Linked DNA regions of Zea mays: regions 1, 3 and 4 are each linked to region 2. A link is a contact called in public Hi-C data. All regions are on one chromosome and are shown on one strand. The core of a region is the stretch at or near the end of the contact, and the rest is flanking DNA. Distances in the headings are between cores, read along the strand shown. Region 1 holds the start of LOC100272705. Region 2 holds the start of LOC103654200 (chaperone protein DnaJ). Region 3 holds the start of LOC103504718 (Protein TONSOKU). Region 4 holds the start of LOC100282307.

Evidence for each region. Hi-C and Micro-C count contacts between places; a contact is called where the count stands out from the background.
Region 1: a contact with region 2 is called in a Hi-C map of ear, with 3 times the contacts expected there. The contact joins the promoter of LOC100272705 here to the promoter of LOC103654200 in region 2. A contact is called at or near these places in 2 of 25 Hi-C or Micro-C datasets (ear and endosperm).
Region 3: a contact with region 2 is called in a Hi-C map of tassel, with 2.2 times the contacts expected there. The contact joins the promoter of LOC103504718 here to the promoter of LOC103654200 in region 2. A contact is called at or near these places in 2 of 25 Hi-C or Micro-C datasets (ear and tassel).
Region 4: a Hi-C map of leaf shows a contact between it and region 2, with 4 times the contacts expected there. The contact joins the promoter of LOC100282307 here to the promoter of LOC103654200 in region 2. A contact is called at or near these places in 2 of 25 Hi-C or Micro-C datasets (both in leaf).

What each region holds. Positions count from the first base shown.
Region 1 is chr4:181,697,411-181,700,110 of Zm-B73-REFERENCE-NAM-5.0, reverse strand. LOC100272705 reads right to left here and starts at 1,394. Exons shown (of 5, transcript NM_001147158.1): 1 at 739-1,394; 2 at 1-109. The coding sequence starts at 1,176.
Region 2 is chr4:181,393,744-181,396,443 of Zm-B73-REFERENCE-NAM-5.0, reverse strand. It overlaps LOC103654200 (chaperone protein DnaJ), which reads right to left and starts at 1,331. Exons shown (of 7, transcript XR_002269221.2): 1 at 852-1,331.
Region 3 is chr4:181,036,700-181,039,399 of Zm-B73-REFERENCE-NAM-5.0, reverse strand. It overlaps LOC103504718 (Protein TONSOKU), which reads left to right and starts at 1,446. Exons shown (of 20, transcript XM_008681025.2): 1 at 1,446-1,878; 2 at 2,636-2,700. The coding sequence starts at 1,579.
Region 4 is chr4:181,088,901-181,091,600 of Zm-B73-REFERENCE-NAM-5.0, reverse strand. LOC100282307 reads right to left here and starts at 1,397. Exons shown (of 3, transcript NM_001155219.2): 1 at 1,045-1,397; 2 at 1-72. The coding sequence starts at 1,312.

The sequences.
Region 1 (2,700 bases), core at 145-2,644, 300 kb before region 2:
CATCTCTCAAATTCTGTCCATGAATGAGGCTCCCAAATCGTGGTCCTTTGCGCTCCCGCCCATACCCATATGACGGTAATGCTGGCATCAATGGCCAGTACTTCTCATCCTGTCCAGAAAACATCACAATGCCAGTTAAATAAGCTCACAATCTGAAATGTGGGCATTTGTGCCCCCAAATAAGCACCATAGGCATCTACCAAACTCTGAATGCATGCTAGTCTAGAGTCAAGATGTTTTCAGCACAAAGTATCGCCGTTTTGTTTCATAAAATCTTTATGTTTTTGCAGAAGTGGTGAGTTCTTCTGAGAGAGTAGGATGCAAAATATTTGGATGACAAAATGGGAAGAATGAAAAACTGGTCGAAGGATTTCTGGAAAAGGACTCAAGATTTAGATGTGGAGGGCGTCCTTTAGTTTTGTTGTTAGTTGCTCTATGGTTTTTGTTTGTAATAGTTCGCTTGCCGTTAGGGCCGGTTTCTGACGTTTTGGAGGAGTGTTTTCTTGTTTTCGCATGCTGGTAAACCCAGCAGCAATCAATTCATGATGTTTGTCGTCAACTAGCCAAATCATAAACTATTCTACTGGAGAATAAGTTAATAACTAAGCAATTTCCGCACGACATGAAAGCAGCATTAACTTTTGGTTGGAGGCTTGGAGCGTAGAAAATGCACACGAGAAGATCTATCTAATTACTAAAGCCCCACGGATAAGTTCATAGAAACAGTAAACTCTTTACCGTAATGCCAAGGATTTCCGCGCCCTCGGCAAGAAACAGCGTCATGTGGCTGGTGAGGTTGAAGGGTGCCGTGAGCCAGCGCCCGGGTGGCACATTGAGCTGCCCGCCGCCTCGCTCCGCGAGCGCCGCGATGGCCTCGACAGCACGCTCGAACGCCGCGGTGTTGACCGCCCGGCCGTCCCCGACGGCGCCGAAGTCCGTGATGTTGTACGCCGTGGGGCGGAGCCGCGGCGCGGGGCGCGGCGGCGGAGGCGGCACCGACAGGAGCCTGAGGTACCCTCCGCCGCCGGCGCTGCCGAAGGACATGGAGGCGCTCTGCCATAGGAACACGAGCGCGAACCCGACGACCCACGCAGCGGCGAGCAGCGCCTTGTTGGCCGCGACGAAAGCGACCGCGCCACGGCGCTGGTAGAGCCTCCCCCCGCCCGTGTCCACCATCGCGCCGTGCGGTCCCTGCGTGCCCCCCTGTAGCAGGCGGCGGCACGGCGGGGCTCCGCTCCTCCGAGATCTCGCGACCTAGGTCGGAAACGGCAAAGCGCGGCCTTGGCTCAGTCGGTGGCGCAGGGAACGAGGGTCTCGTGCTCCCGGGGGAAGGCGGGCCGTGGGGGAGGGGGTCGGTGTGGGAGGGCAAGAATTTCCGCCATCGGAGGTTGGTGAGGAGGTTTTATAGGATGCGGCAGAAGCCGTTTGAGTGAAGCCGACGCGATAGGTGGTGGGATGGCTGCCGCATTGGGCCTGTGCTCCTGGCTCCTCCCCATCTTGGGTGGTTGTGTACTTGTGTGCGCCGCCGGGCAGTGGAAGAAGATGGCCAAAATTACTATGCTGCCACTGTGAACCCTGGATACGTATGGGCCCTTGGATGGAGATCGAACGGTGAAAGATACGTATACTTTGTTCTTGTTGATGATGATGGATTAACCTGCTTGGTGCAGGCGGTACGAGTAGGGGTCCTTGGCTGCCCCTTAAACTATACATACAATACGTAGTTGTCCCCCCACACTAAGGTTTGAGTTTATTTTAGATCAACCTTTAATTGAACAACCATTGTTATCGGTTGTGAAAACTTACGTTTGTGATCTCATTTATACATCTGTTGGTGCCATTTTCATTGCGCTGTATATTTTCGAGTTTTTTTTTTTGCTTGTGTTGTTCGTTTGACATACATGGATTAGGTTTGTTGGCGAGCTTAACTGAATTACTGACAAAGTTTCGTAGTGCTTCAAGCCCCTCTACCGCTGCCGAGTCTACGAAATCTCGCTAGAGCTTCTTCTAAAATTTTAAGCGTATATATATAACGTAGAAGGTACTTCTATACTACAACGATTTAGTTCAATCCATTCTAAAAAAAATTATGGCTCCGTCACTGGATATGTCGTGTTCCACTAAAATGAAAATGATTTATAATATGATGGAAGTTCGAAAAAATCGTCTCTACCCCCCACCCCCCAAACAAATTTTCTTGTAGTTGGACAACAAGACATGCAAAACAGCAAAGGTCTCCGTTCTTGCTTTTGTTCTTCATTCAGGTGGCAGCTGCTGGCGGCTAGGCTACTCACGGCAGCATCGTAGTACAAGGCCTTTTTTCTCCCTGCAGCTCATCCACATTGCAGATTTGCAGAGGGATAGTTTGGTGTGAGCTGGTGGCCATTTCGCCGTCTCCTCCTGACTTGGGTTTGACGCAGCCAGCATAGCAGGTGCTCGTGCTCGATCTTTTGGTGACGGAGACGGACGGGTGAGCCGTTCCTGTCGTCGTTAGGCGAATAAAGCTCGCCGCCGATCAGCATCACCACTGCAGCGGGTCAGGGAAAACACAACGCCCGTCCTTTGGGTTATCCTGTGCACCTACCTGACGTTACAGATGCATCGATTGCAAATGCTGCGGATGAGGGGCAAGGGGGCCAGTACAGCAGAGGCGACGAGCTTCTCGTCATCAACTTTAGTTTCTAGAACATGAACTGTGTA
Region 2 (2,700 bases), core at 82-2,581:
AACTCGAATCGCCCAAGGAGAACACTTTTCTCTCTCTCCACAACAACTCCACCAAGCAGGGGCGGATCCAGGGGGCAAAGTGGGCCATGGCCCCCCCTCAATTTTGTACACCCTTTTATGCCTAATAATTATTTGGTATTAAATGTAGAAAAAAAATCAAAGTTTTAGATAGTATAAAGTCTTGTTCTAAATCTCTAAAACTAATAACTAGTTGCTAAAATTAGCTGAGAGGTTTAGAATGGATCAACTAATTGTTAGCTATACCCCTTAAATAAGTATTAGTTGCTAGATGCTCCAACCTAGCTAAAACCAGTTAACAGTTAGCTCTAGAGGTTTAGAACATGGCCTAAAACAACCATGTTATAAGCCTGCTCGTCGGATCCTCTTGGTCCAGTCCTTGCATCTACCAGTCTGACCCTAATCTTTCCGACACCACCTAAATCAGTCTACTCGCTGTCCCGTTTCCGCTGCCGACCCATTCTCGATGCGACGGCACCCGACTTCGGGCCTTCCTGGCGCCTCCGTCCCTTGTCCTGTTTTTATCGTGACGTCGATCCGCTCGACAAGATCTGCCTCCGTCCCTTGTCCTGTTTTTGTCGTGACGTCAATCTGCTCGACAAGTTAGATCTTGCTCGTCACAACGATATGGCTTGTCCCTTGCGGTTGGTGAGCTTGGCGAACTAGAAAATCATGGCTCTCATGTAGTCTCTTTGGCCCCTCATGAATTTTCGTCCAACGTCCGCCGCTGCCACGCGCGATGCTGGATAGCTAGATCAACAACGATATGCAGCAGCCAGCAGCAAGTAACGAGGAGCGGAGAGACGCGAAATCAGGAACCGAGTTGCTCTCACCTTGGCGAGCTTCCGGTAAGCGACCTTGAGGTCGGCGTCGGAGCACTCCTTCTTGAGCCCGAGGACAGCGTAGAGGTCGCCGCCGCCCTCCGCCGCCGCGTCGCCGCACTTCTCTACACCGGCGTCCATGGCGAGAGGAGACGCGTAGCTCCCCCCCCCCCCCCCCCCCCCCCCCCCGGCAGCACGTAGGTACAGGTACGCGGCCGCCGCCCACGGGCCACGGGTGCAGCGACGGCAGCCCCCGGCGGGGCGCGCGCGCGTAGAGGCGACGCCGGCGGTGGGGGAGGAGGGAGAGAAGGGGAAGGAAGCGAGCGGATGGCGCTGTTGCTGCTGCTTCGTTCTTCCCCTCCCTCCCTCCCTGAGCTCTGTCTGCCTCCACGCGACGCAGGAAGCCTCCAGAAACTCGGCCATGCCCACTTGCCCGTTAATTAATAATATCTTGCTCTCGTCGCAGGAAATTCCGAATTTTTGTCTTTTTTCCGGCTCGCTCTGTTTGCCTGTTTCCAGATGGTAATGTATATGTGTCGTCGGGAAAACAAGAAAAAGCCTCCAAGTCGCGTTTTTAAAATTAGCCGAAATTTTAAAGGCTTTTTAGTGCAGATCGTCAACTCATTTTTGTTTGACGGGAAGTGAGGGGGTGTTTGGTTTTAGGGACTAATGTTTAGTCCCTTCATTTTATTCCTTTTTAGTGTATAAATTGCTAAATATAGAAACTAAAATAAAGTTTTAGTTTCTATATTTGGCAATTTAAGAACTAAAATGGAATAAAATCTAGGGACTAAACATTAGTCTCTAGAAACCAAACACCCCCTGAATCTACTAATAAGCAGAACAATTACAACTTTCAAACCTACAGACTATAAAAATGTATGCTAAAGTATTTTGGAGTCGTTAGAGCCTTTTTGGCGGTTGGACTTATTTTCATAATCTCATTTTAAAATCTGAAAATGAGAATCTGATTATGAACCAAACAGTTTGTGTTGTACATTAGATTTTATGCTTAGAATCTCACAATCTTCCTGTAAGCTGATAATAACATTTGCATTGGATTTGGTATAATATTAGATGTCCTAGAATCTAAATGAATCAAACACCGCCTTAGTAAACAATCTTCACATCTAAGCCACGTCGATGTCGTTGACTATCTACCCGATTGGTTTGTTGCTCAAGTGTGACTAGCCTTATGTGGCCCTAGCCGGTTAGATTGCATCCATCTATAAAGGATAATAGAATAAGTGGCGCCCTTACGGACGCCCTATCAAGACAATAGAATTCTTGAGTAAATTGCTATATACCTTTCATATAAATCGTTCTCGAGTTTTGGCAGATTGGGGCAATAGTAATAAAATACTTTAGGTGTGCATGAGACTATCACGATAATTAATGAGCATACAATATATGTTGTTCTAACCAGACACACCAATCGATGTAGATGCAGATGTACAAACAGAGTGCACAAAATTAAATTCTAGTTGATTCAAAAACATATCAATTTTGTAATACATCGCACCTCCCAAAATTGTTGATTCTAAAATTGCCCAAGAGGATCTAGTTAGTACATTGAGAAAGCAAGATAAGTTCCTGACGCACAGTACAAATTTCGACCAGATTACTTCCTTGTCATGCTAATGCTGCTTAGCTGCTATCTGTAGTCCAAGTGTCCAACGGGGTATTTCAAAATAGTACAACAGGCTGCTTTGGTCAGAGCTCACAGCCTTAGGGAAAGCATTGCTATCCGCAAAAAGCAAAGAATGATCATGGAATGTGCAGGCCGCGGATTAAAGCGAACGCAAAAGCCAGGCACAAAACTTGACATTAGCAGTAAAAGTCCATGTCCCAATCCTGTAAC
Region 3 (2,700 bases), core at 197-2,696, 360 kb after region 2:
GCAATGGAAGCTCCCACGATTTTTGCCATAATTTTTGGATCTGTATAAAAATAGAAACCGCATGCATGCGGCTGCCATGTTTTCGGATCTGTCATAAAAATAGGATAGTAATAACAACCTACTAGAGCTATCAACCTCTCACATTGACTCGGTATTTACGCTTATAATTGAGGGATTTTATGCTCAAAACTTAAGGTTTTTACGCTCCACCGAAGATACATCCACCAGTGAACAACATGCCAGATTTTTTAAGCAGTATACCGAATTGCATAATTATCTACAATGACATATTTAGTATCAGTATATATCATAAAATGGTCATTACGAGTCTAGCTGCATAGCTGTTGCAGCGATCCTAAATTTATGGAGGAAATAAAGCATTTAACATAGAACCCGCCACACATATCTTTCCTAAATTTACGCGCATGCAAGAGAACGTGTTTGACTCATGCATGCATTTTGCCATAATTTTTGGATCTGTATAACCGCATGCATGCGGCTGCCATATTTTTCGGATCTGCCATAAAAATAGGATCGTAATAACAACCTACTAGAGCTATCAACCTCTCACATTGACTCGGTATTTACGCTTATAATGGAAGGATTTTATGCTCAAAACTTAAGGTTATTACGCTCCAACCCGGAGATGCGTCCACCAGTGAACAACATGCCAGATTTTTTACGCAGTGTAACGAATTGCATAAATAGCTACACCATATAGTATAATTTGTACCAATATATATCATAAACTAGATATAATGTGTTTAGCTGCATGGCTGTTGGAGGGATCCTATATTTATGAAGGAAATAAAACATTAAATACGAATTTTTGTTTCTATGCGTGTAATTCATTTCCTTTCATTACACATTATTTTCATCATAAATTCGTGTGCATGCAGGTGGTAACAGATTTTTACGCAGTATACCGAATTGCATAATTATCTACACAGGGTAGCATATTTAATAGCAGTATATATCATAAAATGGTCCTTACGAGTCTAGTTGCATGGCTGTTGCAGCGATCCTAAATTTATGGAGGAAATAAAATATTTAAAAATACAAACCGCCGTACATATCTTTCCTAAATTTATGCGCATGCAAGTGACGTGTTTGACTTTGACTCATGCATGCATTCTTTTTTGCGCGCACAGACGTGGGCGCGGGTGGTGCAACCGACAGCCTGGTCTAGTCGGTGCGCTGGGTTGAACCAGGTTGCAGGGATGATCGACCTGAGCTTCCTTTAACTATTAGAAACCCATGGCTCCCGTTATATCTGCTCTATATATATATATTTTCTTTTTTGATTGAAGGACCGAACAACAAGAGAGACACCCCAGAAGCTTAAGATATCCTCCTCCTACAGGCCATGGCCCATATTACATGCTTCCTACGCAGGCCCACGAGAAACGCAGAGAAGAGATTAGTGAAACTGGAGGCGGGGCCCTGAAATAATTTGGCGGGAGAATCCCCTTCCATCTGATCAGTCCGGCGTTTTCCTTCCTCTCGGCCCTTGACGGAAAATTCGGGTGGAAAAAGGGAAAAAAGTCAGGCGTCGGGTCCTCAGTCGTAGCGGCGGCGATGGCGCGCGGCGGCGGGGGGCGGTCGAAGAAGGAGGATGAGGAGGAGCTGCGGGGGGCGAAGCGCGGTTACAAGGAGGCGTCGGCGGAGGGTAATCGGGAGGAGGAGGCGCGCTGGGCTAACGTCATCGGCGACATCTACAAGCGCCGCTGCGAGTACGTCGAGGCCCTCCGGTGGCTTCGGGCGGACTACGAGGTCTCCGTAAAGCACCTCCCGCAGCGGCACCTCCTCCCCTCCTGTCAGTCGCTCGGCGAGGTCTACCTCCGCCTCGGCCGCTTCTCGGAGGCGCTCACCTACCAGGTCACTACTCACTCCTCAGATTCCACCATCCATCTCGCTTACTTGCCTACCGAATACCGACCATGGTTTCAGATGTTTTAAACGACAGGAGGTGTGCTATGCAGTATAACGCTAATGCATTCCCACTCGCAGTTGTAATTTCGGTGCTGAATTTATGAATTTTTAACCATTTGGTGGACTATTGATCTGGGCATGCATTTGGACTGCAGTGTAGGGTTCGATTATTCTCAAATTATGTTATTAGGCACTGTATATATATACAATTGAATACCAGCTGTGGTGTGGACTTTCTGGTAGTGCATCTGTCTTATATGATAATATATTCTTTCAAAGGTCTGATATTTAGTGATGTATATGTGACCCTTGGCTTGCAGTGTTGGGTTTAGGCACATGTTAATTGTTTTAGTTTTTTCACACGCTTATTGACCTTGGATAGTTGGATTACATTACATTATCTACCTCCGATCTTTTTTATTCGTCGTTTGTTAGTGTAAAATTCAACTATCCAGCGACAAATAAAAAAAATGGAGGGAGTATTACTGATCATGCTGTATCTACCCTGTCACAGTGCATGTACATTTATCAAGATATGGTCATTAGGTGATTTGGTCACTGCCTCCGGTGTTAAATGCTAACCTCTTGTTATAATTGAGATGCTAAGAATTAGAATAATACTCAGACCTCATTTCATACATTTTGCTGATTCTGCTACATGAACTCAAACTTCCATTTACCTTGATGTTTGTTGGCTTGACAGAAGAAGCATCTACAGCTCGCAAAGGAGTCTGATGACCTTGTTGAGCAGCAGCGAGCTACCACACA
Region 4 (2,700 bases), core at 148-2,647, 300 kb after region 2:
TCTTCCTCTTCCTTTTGGCCAACCTTGCTGCAGGGGCATCATAACCAGCAGTAGTCATGGTGCTTAAGCCATCTGCAAGCAGGAAAGAATCAAACCTTAGTAACATTGCCTCTGTCAATGATATATATGCATATTGAGTTATGAAGCAACATCACAACCAAAATTAACATTCTCCATGCGCATCTATTTCATATTTGCAGAAAGCACAGTTCAAAACACGATAAATATGAAAGCCCAAGATTCTACACAACCCTGGTGCCATCAAATAAATCATTATTATGCAATCATATCTAAAACTTCCACTATAGACGATACTGCACATTAGAACCCATTTGCAGACACGGGACCAGAAATCTGACCTTCCTAAACTTTGCAAACTGCAAGCATTTGGACAATTAATCAGGCCTAGTGACTCTTCATTACTTGCAACGAAATACAATCATACAAGGAACCATATAAACAGCAGATGCATGTGAATATATAATCATGTGCTCAAGCTCAACACCATAAATCGCGTAGGGTAGTTTAAAAGAGTCTAGAACAATCCCCACGAAAATTCATAGGCTACAGACATATCAAGTGATACCACAAGTTCAGAACTATTTAAATAATATGCATCTAATGTAACTAATCATGCACAAACGGTGGAACGCCCAGATCCAACACTCGAAGAACCGAGTTGTGTTCCCACGACTCCCAGGTGGGCAACCAAAACAGACTATTTTGCCCATTACAGAATTGTAACTCGAATGAAAAAGAAAGCGACAGACTTCATCCCAATCGGATACCATAAAATCATCTAATAAGTTGCAGAATCCCCTACAAGCCAAAACTTAATCTAAATAGTAAACACAAATCCCCTCGCTTTTTTCTTTCTTCGTCCCCGGTCCATTCCAACCACCGAGTCGCACCTCAAACGCGCACCGTACCAGCCCCCTTAAAATTCCTCAACTAACTCGTAGATTCTAGTCGTCCGCATCAATCAAACGCAAAAAATACATATACAGCCATAGAAAATAAGCCGCCTCGAGCTTGAGCCAATACCTCTGGAGAAAGTACTCTTGGCGGCGAAGGGCTTGATCTCGATGACGTCGTCGTCAGCCCCTTCCCCGAGCTCCAAATCCGAATCACCGGAGTCGGCTTCAAAGTCCTCGAAGTCGGCCTCGAAGTCCTCATCGTCTTCCGCCGCGAACGAGCGCCTCCCGCCGGCGCCGCCCCTCTTGGGCTTCTTCTTCTGCTGCCAGATGTCCCGCTCCGTGAGCCGGCGCGGCGCCGGCTCGCGGAGCTCGGCAAGGATCGCGCCGCCGCACATGGCTCAGTCGTCGTCGGGAGCTCCGGCGCCTGTAAACAAATCGGTGGCTTGCGACTTGCGAGAGCGAAATGGTGGACGAAACTTTGGAGAGCGCGGACGGGGCGTGGGCCCTATATATTGGCTGGCCGCCACTGGCACAGTCTGCAGGCGGCCAGGCGCGTGGGGGTGGGGGGGGGGAGAGGGAGAGGGAGGGAGGTGCGATGGGGTCCACACGTCAGTCGACGGAGGCGAAACGGAAAGCTACAGCAATAATGGTACAAAGTAGGCAGAAGATAGCTAGGACTAGTATATTTGCGAAATTGCTCCTTCGTGGATGTAGAGGTCTGCAGAGGTACATCTCAAAATCTACTCTCAATCTAGATGATTAGACATTAATACTTTGATATCCAATGCTCCGATGTCAACTTTAGAGTATTGAGATTTTATAAAAAAACAACCTCTAAAATATTTATTAACATAATGTAGCATAACTATACCCCATGCGACGAAAAATAGGTGTTCCATATATTGTGTTGATGCGAATATAACTAATAAATATGTGCCAAAGTTGTGCCTTCATATCAAGGGCTACATCATCATTCTCTCTAATTAGTCACATGACTAGCAAACATACGCCTCATGTTTTGCAAACAAAACCAGCAACAGACATTTAATTGTGGAAACGGACGTCGAGTGTTGTCGATAAAACTACGTCACTTTCACATGTCTAAGGTAAGGTCATAAAATAAATGGTTGTCTTGGCATAATTTGCGGGCACATAAGTGCCCAAACACATGGGGCCCAAATCATTCGGTAGAGCGTCAAGCGGAAGCCACTGGGTTAGAAACGGAAAAGCTATAGTAACAACGGTGCGATAGCCGGAAGATAGAAAGGACTAGGACATTTTAATATTGCCCCTCACTAGATTGGAGTTTTACAAAGGCACACCTTAAATCTACTCACAGTTTAGGTGATTAGCCATTAATGCTTTGACATCCATATCTTCAATGTCAAATTTGAAGCATTGGAATGTTTAGAAAACGACATCCACCATATTTATTAATATATATTATAGCATAATTATAACCCCATACAATGAAAAATAGGTGTTCCATATGATGCACCTATGCAAATAGAACTATTAAATATGTGCCAAAATTGTGTCTTCTGTGAAGGGGTACATCACCATTTTCTCTAATTAATATTTATCACATGACTAGCAAACGTGATTTCGATGGTACCTCATTTTTTGTGAACAAAGCCAATAGAAAACATTTAATCGAGAAAATGGACGTCGGTCATTGCCATAAAAAACTATGCCAATTTCGCATGCCTAAGGCATCATGAAACAAACGGTTGCCTTGGCATAATCTTCGAGCACATAAGTGCCAAAACACATAGTGGAGCCC